Linked DNA regions of Oryzias latipes: region 2 is linked to region 1. The links are chromatin contacts, called in public Hi-C maps. All regions are on one chromosome and are shown on one strand. Each heading gives the region's core, a stretch centred on a gene start, on an enhancer-like site or on the middle of the called end of the contact. The rest is flanking DNA. Distances are from core to core; before and after follow the strand shown. Region 1 holds the start of igsf9 (protein turtle homolog A). Region 2 holds the start of LOC101155946 (dihydropyrimidinase-related protein 2).

Region 1 (3,222 bases), core at 577-3,076:
GATTTATTTGTTTGTTTTTTAACATTTGATAACTGATAGGAGGATTTGTCCCTTGAGATGCCAAATCTAGTTTTTGAGGGCTGAGATTTATGGAAAAAATAAAATATGACAAAGAAGAGTTAAGAGACTAACAAACCAAGAGTAACCAACACAAGAAAATACACATTATGATACAGGTTAAGTATATAACTGACACAAACACACACAGACGTGGCGACATGTCCAGGGTGTAACCCACCTTCACCCAACAGTAGCCGGGAAAAGCTCCAGCAACCCCGTGTCTTTGAAAGGGATATAGTGGGTTAAGAACATGGATGGATGGATGTAAAAGAACATACAGAAGGGGGAAGGTAGTTCCATTTTTTTGGGAGCGCAAATTCAAAAAGCATTTTTTCCTGAATTTCTATCAAATAAAATCTTGGGCCGTTAAAGTAATGAAGTAATTCTGATTATCAAGTATAGGGAGCAGAAGTTGAGAAATTATTTTTCTAACATGGAAATTAAATGAACTTATTGATTTATACATACATTGTTTTAAGATGGTAGATATGTTTTTTTTTTGTGTGTGATAGCTTGTATATGTGTTTTAGAAGAAAAATCTGATTCAAGTCAGACACTAAGGTCTTTAAACATCTCTGTTCTGACACCAGACTGCATCAGACACTACGATGGCGATCACACCAAGAATACAGAAGTAAACTAACATTACAATATGGTAGCAGACGGAGCTGATGCTGTTAGTTAAAAACGGAGGTGGGTTGATCAAAAGTCAATTTTTAAAATGTGTGTATTCTTGAGAAAAGACGTGTGTGTATTTTTTGGTAAAGCTCTCAATGCCTCTTGATTTAGTCAACAGCAGTGAAACAAAAAGGACAGTTAATTTTTATTCATGTAAGATCACTTCAGTTCAAAAATATTAACTTAGATGAAAAAAATTTAATTAACAAGTCACAGACTAACAACAGTGGTTGTGGTGAACGTTGTGAAACAGGAAGAAAAACTGTCGATCTGTGTTGTGTCCTCAGCATCCCGACCGTACCATTCCCCTCATCATCATTGGCGTTCTCGTCTTTCTTCCTGGGTTTTACCATCTGAGGATCGCCTGCTACGCCGCGAAGGGTTGCAGAGGATACTCCTACGACGACATCCCAGACTTTGGAGACTGAGCTGAGCCTCCAGCTGTAACCAGGATCATGACCCACCCCTCCTTCAAACTTTAGCTGCTTCACTTTACGATTAGAAGTAGCAAAACTCACATCAACACTCAGCCATGGAAACTTGTTAGCCTTCATATTAATGCTTTAATTTACTACATGACTGATTATCTGTATGCTGCTTGCACAGCAGTTTTAATTACTATGAAAATCAATCACAACAATGTTGTATCCGGATATGTATGAGAGCTTGGACTGTATTACTTTAAAACAGATTAAGTGACTGATGAATATTTTTGATTGAATTATTCTTTGTTTGTAGCCTAAACTGTCATTTTTGAATGTAAGACAGTATTTTAACTTGATTTGGTAAAAAATAAAGGACAATAAGTGAAAAAAGAAGCTTTTTGACATTAAAGGTTTTGCTTTTATTGATTGAAAAACAGTGAAACATAAAATGTATTTAAAGCAGAGTTGTAGGCCTTACAGGGAGGTTCTCCCGGGTTTGACGGGGAAAGACGCCCTCTAGTGGTTTCCTTCCAGTGGAGGAGGAATGGGCGGCATCCCAAACTGACGCAGCCTTTGGATCAGCTCGGGCCCTAACGTTATTCAGCGAGAGGGCTGGGATGCAGGAGTCAGCTTTGGTTTGTCCTGAGGCCTTTGAACGCAGCAGGGAGGAGGGGTGGATAGCAGCCAGGGGGAGGCTGCTTCAAGCCTGAGAGCAGCACCGCAGCGTCTCCTCCTTCCTCACCTGTACGTGAACACCTGTTGCCGGTGTTTGTTTTTTTTTAAAGGACAATAAGGGGGTCGTGTTTCAACCGGACTAAAGAAGGTTTGGGGAAACCCAGACTAGCAAGGCCGGCATGAAGTAAATATGCTGAGGACTTCAGAAGGAAACTGTCAGTAACCGAATTGCAGGTAAGACCAAGTTTTGGACTTTGAGCGGCTTTTACGGGGACGGAGTATCTCGTTGAGTCGTTAATGGCGTTTCCACCGGGGACTTTCATGTGAAACTCTTAAATTGGCTGAAAGTCACTGAAGTCAATTCAAATCTCCCAATGCAAAGTAGCTGTGCTTTAATTAAGGCCTCCGTGCCTTTTCCTCTCTGCTTTCAGTGGGTGCCATCCTTTATAACGTGTTAATTCGCTCTCTGGACCTTAACAGCCGCGCGCTCATGTGTAGTGATGTATGTGTGTGCGCGCGCGCTCGGTAATGGGAAGCCGTGGCTTCAAAAAAGCTCCTTGGAGAAAATGCTGCAGTTGTCTTTTTTTTATTTTAATCCCGTTAATTCATTTTAAAACTTTTCACATAAAGAGAAGCTGAGTGTGCGCTGATAAGACTTGATTCTTATCCCGCTCAGCGCATTTAAGGTGTTTCTGCTTTTATGTTACATTGTAGGTATTTTTTTCAAAACAGCTATGAAGAGGCCCGAGCCAAAATATAAGACATTTCCTAGTTTAGCACTTTGCTATTGAGGTTTCTTCTTGGTTATTGAGATTGGAGAATTAAAAAGAAAAAAGCTTCCAGTTTACCTTTCCTTTTGAAAGTTCAACTTAGTTTGTACTCTAGATTTCATGTAGGAACCAATTCAATAATGATATCGATTTTTATAGGTATGACTAATGACTGCATATGAGGACTGGAGTGTGACTCATCCCCTTGTTCCAAACGGGAAGTAACTGCTTATTCCAAGAAGACAAAATCTGAAAGACTTCCACAGAGAAATAAACAGCTATTACTCAGTCATTAATTGTCTGAATAATCATTCTAGCTCTGCTGCCTGCTTTGAACATGTTTGTGCTAATCCAAAATATTTTGATAATTCTTTGTTTATTACAATTTATAAAGGTTAAAAACTGGCCATTCAGACGCTTTGATATTTGTTTTGATATTTTCCATAGAAACATTGATTCAGACCAACTCGAAACACTCGCTATCCTTCCTGTTGACATCTGACTCCAACTTGGCCTTGTTATGAAAAAATGGCGACTGAAATGACTTCATTTTCTTGGAACAGGAAGTCCTTTTCTACATTCTCTACATTTCTCCCTTGGTCCAGTTGTTACAG
Region 2 (2,992 bases), core at 258-2,757, 170 kb before region 1:
TGTTCTGGTTCAGGTCCCCCAGCCGGGACTTGAATCGGGGGCCTTCTTGCTGTGAGGCAAGAAAGCTCCACCATTGTTTGTTTTAATTATGGGGCACATAATTAAACTGGAACAAATTCTCAGAAACTCAGAGGATTTCCCAAGTGTAGTGCTTGTCTACAAAACAGTGATAACTTAGGCTTTTGCTGCAATTATGGTACATGATTGCAGAACATAAAAAAGAATTTAAACATTTTTTATTTGCTTTCAACTGCAGGATCTGCAGAAAATTCCACCTGAAAAATGATAGTTTTCTCTCGATAAGAGCCAGGTTTGTTTTTTAAATCTGAGTTCTGTTCTACTGAGACAGTGGACTTTAACCCCGTCATGCCGGGCTTTATTTGTAAATGTATAAAAATATTCTTCAGTGTTTTTCCCGTTCAAGGTGATGCTAAATTAAGTTGAGTCCTGGATTTGATGGTACATTCCAAATTAGCAACAAATGACATGAAGGGGTTGTGGCCTGATTCAGAAGCTGCTTTGCTCTTTTTTTCAGGAGCTTCTTCATTCAGTTCTGACGGTTGATGAAGAAATCAGGTCCTTTATGCTTTGACTGCTTTGGAGGCGTGGCATAAAGTTGATTTACTAAATACAATGTTAGCAGATTATTATAATCCGGTGATTGTCAGAATAGTCGACTGATGTCCTGTTTCTTAGTTGGGGGTCTTGGTGTGTCTCAAAGGTGGGGGCAGTCATTAGTGTTCATCATCGGTGGGATCCTGGTCTCTGGGGGAAATGGGTGGAACATGGATTGAACATGAGACACAGGAAATGTCTCAGACTCACCTCTGACGAGAGAAGGTTTCTCCATTTGGACATTGATTTTTTTTAAGTTAGACATCTTAGAAATATGATGAAAAACATTTAAGTAAACTTATCTGGTGCTCCTCCAAACTTTTAATTATGTCTTAGTTTTACTTAATCCACCATTTGCTGCAGATAATACAAAACGTCAAAGCTGTTTAATGTCCCACTCGGATAATTTTTTTTTAGTCAAGTGGGTCTTAAATGAACATTTTACTGATGTCTTTGAAATCTGATCAAAGACATAAATTACTGTTTTATTGTTAATTCTAGATTTTTAGAGTATAATGAATACTAAAAAGTGGAAGAAAAACTAATGTAAATAAAAGACTTAAGGATTTCACAGCAGGTCAAACGCTTCAAGACATAAATACATGCTGTTGTCTTTTTTTGTCGGGGGTGGGGGGGCTTTGGAAATCTAAATAGGGTGTGTTTGAAGTGAATAGAGATTCAGAGGGTGTGTGCTGGGCGCTGTCTTTTCAGCGCCCTCCTGGTTGGACAGGGTGTGACTTTCAGGAGCTCTCCTTGGTGCTGATCCCTTGTGGACCTCAGGGATGCTCCCCGCAGACAGGAACACCTGAACACCTGCAGCTTGAGGACCTGCGCTGTGTGTGTGGTTGGGGGGGGCAGGGGGGCGGGGGAGGCAGTCATTCCCACACACTCAGATCAACTGACGTTCTTATTGGATCATTACTGTGACAAAGCCAGCCGGATATTTTAGTCCTGTGGGGGCTTTTCTCAGTCAGAGTTAGCAGATCAAACAGCCGTCTGCCTCTCTGCTGTGGGGGGGTTTCTCGCAGGTTGGTTTCTTTTGTCACAGTGGGCGCACCTTCAAAAAAAAAAAAAAAAAAAAAGGCGGTGGCTGACCAGACGCGCTGAGCCGACAAGAAGAAGCAGAAGCTGAGACTCCCTCCAACTGACAGACAGCATGTCCACCGCTGGAGCCTTCTTCCAGAGCGTCAGCTCCGACAGCCCCCCCAGGCCCCGGCAGAAATTCTGCGGCGTGTTCTGCCCGGTGGAGGGCTCTGCAGACGGTAAGACGCTGGACCTGGACGCGCTGTCGGCGTGCCGGGGCGGCGGGAGAGTCATCGACCGGCAGACGGATATCTCTCAGCGCAGGAAGGTGGAGATCCGGGAGAGCACGGGGAAGGAAGCCCTCCAGAACCTGGATGACAAACGGGTAATTTTTTTGTTTGACTCTTTCAATTATTTACCCCTCTCTCATTGGTTCTGAGCATCCATCATTTAAATTGATGTCAGTTGGATCCACTTTCTTGAGTTAGAGAAGCGCCTCAGTAACCCATTCAACGCAAATGCCTACATTTCCCAGAAAGCACTGGGATTTAACAGAAAGGGCCTGTCATGCAAAGCTCACAATGCTGCTTTATGGTGTTCTGCTGACCATTGTCAGCTGTTCTGAAGAAGCAAACACCTGCATGAACCCAATAGTTTCCTCAACAAAGGATGAACTTAACACCTTGACTCCTCACGGAATTTATTTCCACTTATGAAAAAAAAGTCACTTCTGTCCTTGCTTTCATATTAATGCTAAATTAAGGTAAATTTGGAGCAGAAGTGGTTTGATGTATATTTGCGTTGATAGGCATCAAGGGGCTATGGCCAAAACCAGTCAGAAGCAATTTTAGAGAAAAAAAGTTGCTTCATTTCTTCAGATTCTCTCCGATTGTTTGCCTCTTGCAGCAGGTTTCAGGGCGTGGATGGAGCTGCTGCTGCAGGACTCTGCATGCATGACTTGCAGGAAACCATATCCATTTTTCTTTTGCCCCCTTACACCCCTGTAATCATATTTTGGTGGTTGCATGGCACTAGCCGCACCCATGGTTACTTCCTTCACCAAATAGTTAAGCACTTCGAGTATTGTTAAAACCTTTGGTGTCATATTAACTATTGATCAGTCGTCTCTTTACTCTTCCATCTTGTCTTGTCAGTTTCATTGGCCCATCTGTTCTCTATGTGGAATTAAATGATAATATCTTCCTCATAAAATGCATCGATTGTATGAGATGGTTTTAGCTAGTTTGATTTGCATGGTACATCACTGATTATGTTACAGCACTGTGGGAACAACGGATGCCAAAGTAAGTTAGCTGTGTGCGAATAAAGTTTGTTCTAATGTAAAAGACAGAAA

The links. Hi-C and Micro-C count contacts between places; a contact is called where the count stands out from the background.
Region 2: a Hi-C map of embryo shows a contact between it and region 1, with 2.6 times the contacts expected there. The contact joins the promoter of LOC101155946 here to the promoter of igsf9 in region 1. A contact is called at or near these places in 2 of 5 Hi-C or Micro-C datasets (both in embryo).

Annotation. Positions count from the first base shown.
Region 1 is chr12:23,876,001-23,879,222 of ASM223467v1, reverse strand. It overlaps igsf9 (protein turtle homolog A), which reads left to right and starts at 1,826. Exons shown (of 21, transcript XM_020707826.2): 1 at 1,826-2,072. LOC101166728 (transmembrane protein 230) reads left to right here. Exons shown (of 4, transcript XM_004075019.3): 4 at 1,026-1,556. The coding sequence ends at 1,166.
Region 2 is chr12:24,044,332-24,047,323 of ASM223467v1, reverse strand. It overlaps LOC101155946 (dihydropyrimidinase-related protein 2), which reads left to right and starts at 1,507. Exons shown (of 14, transcript XM_020707829.2): 1 at 1,507-2,023. The coding sequence starts at 1,772.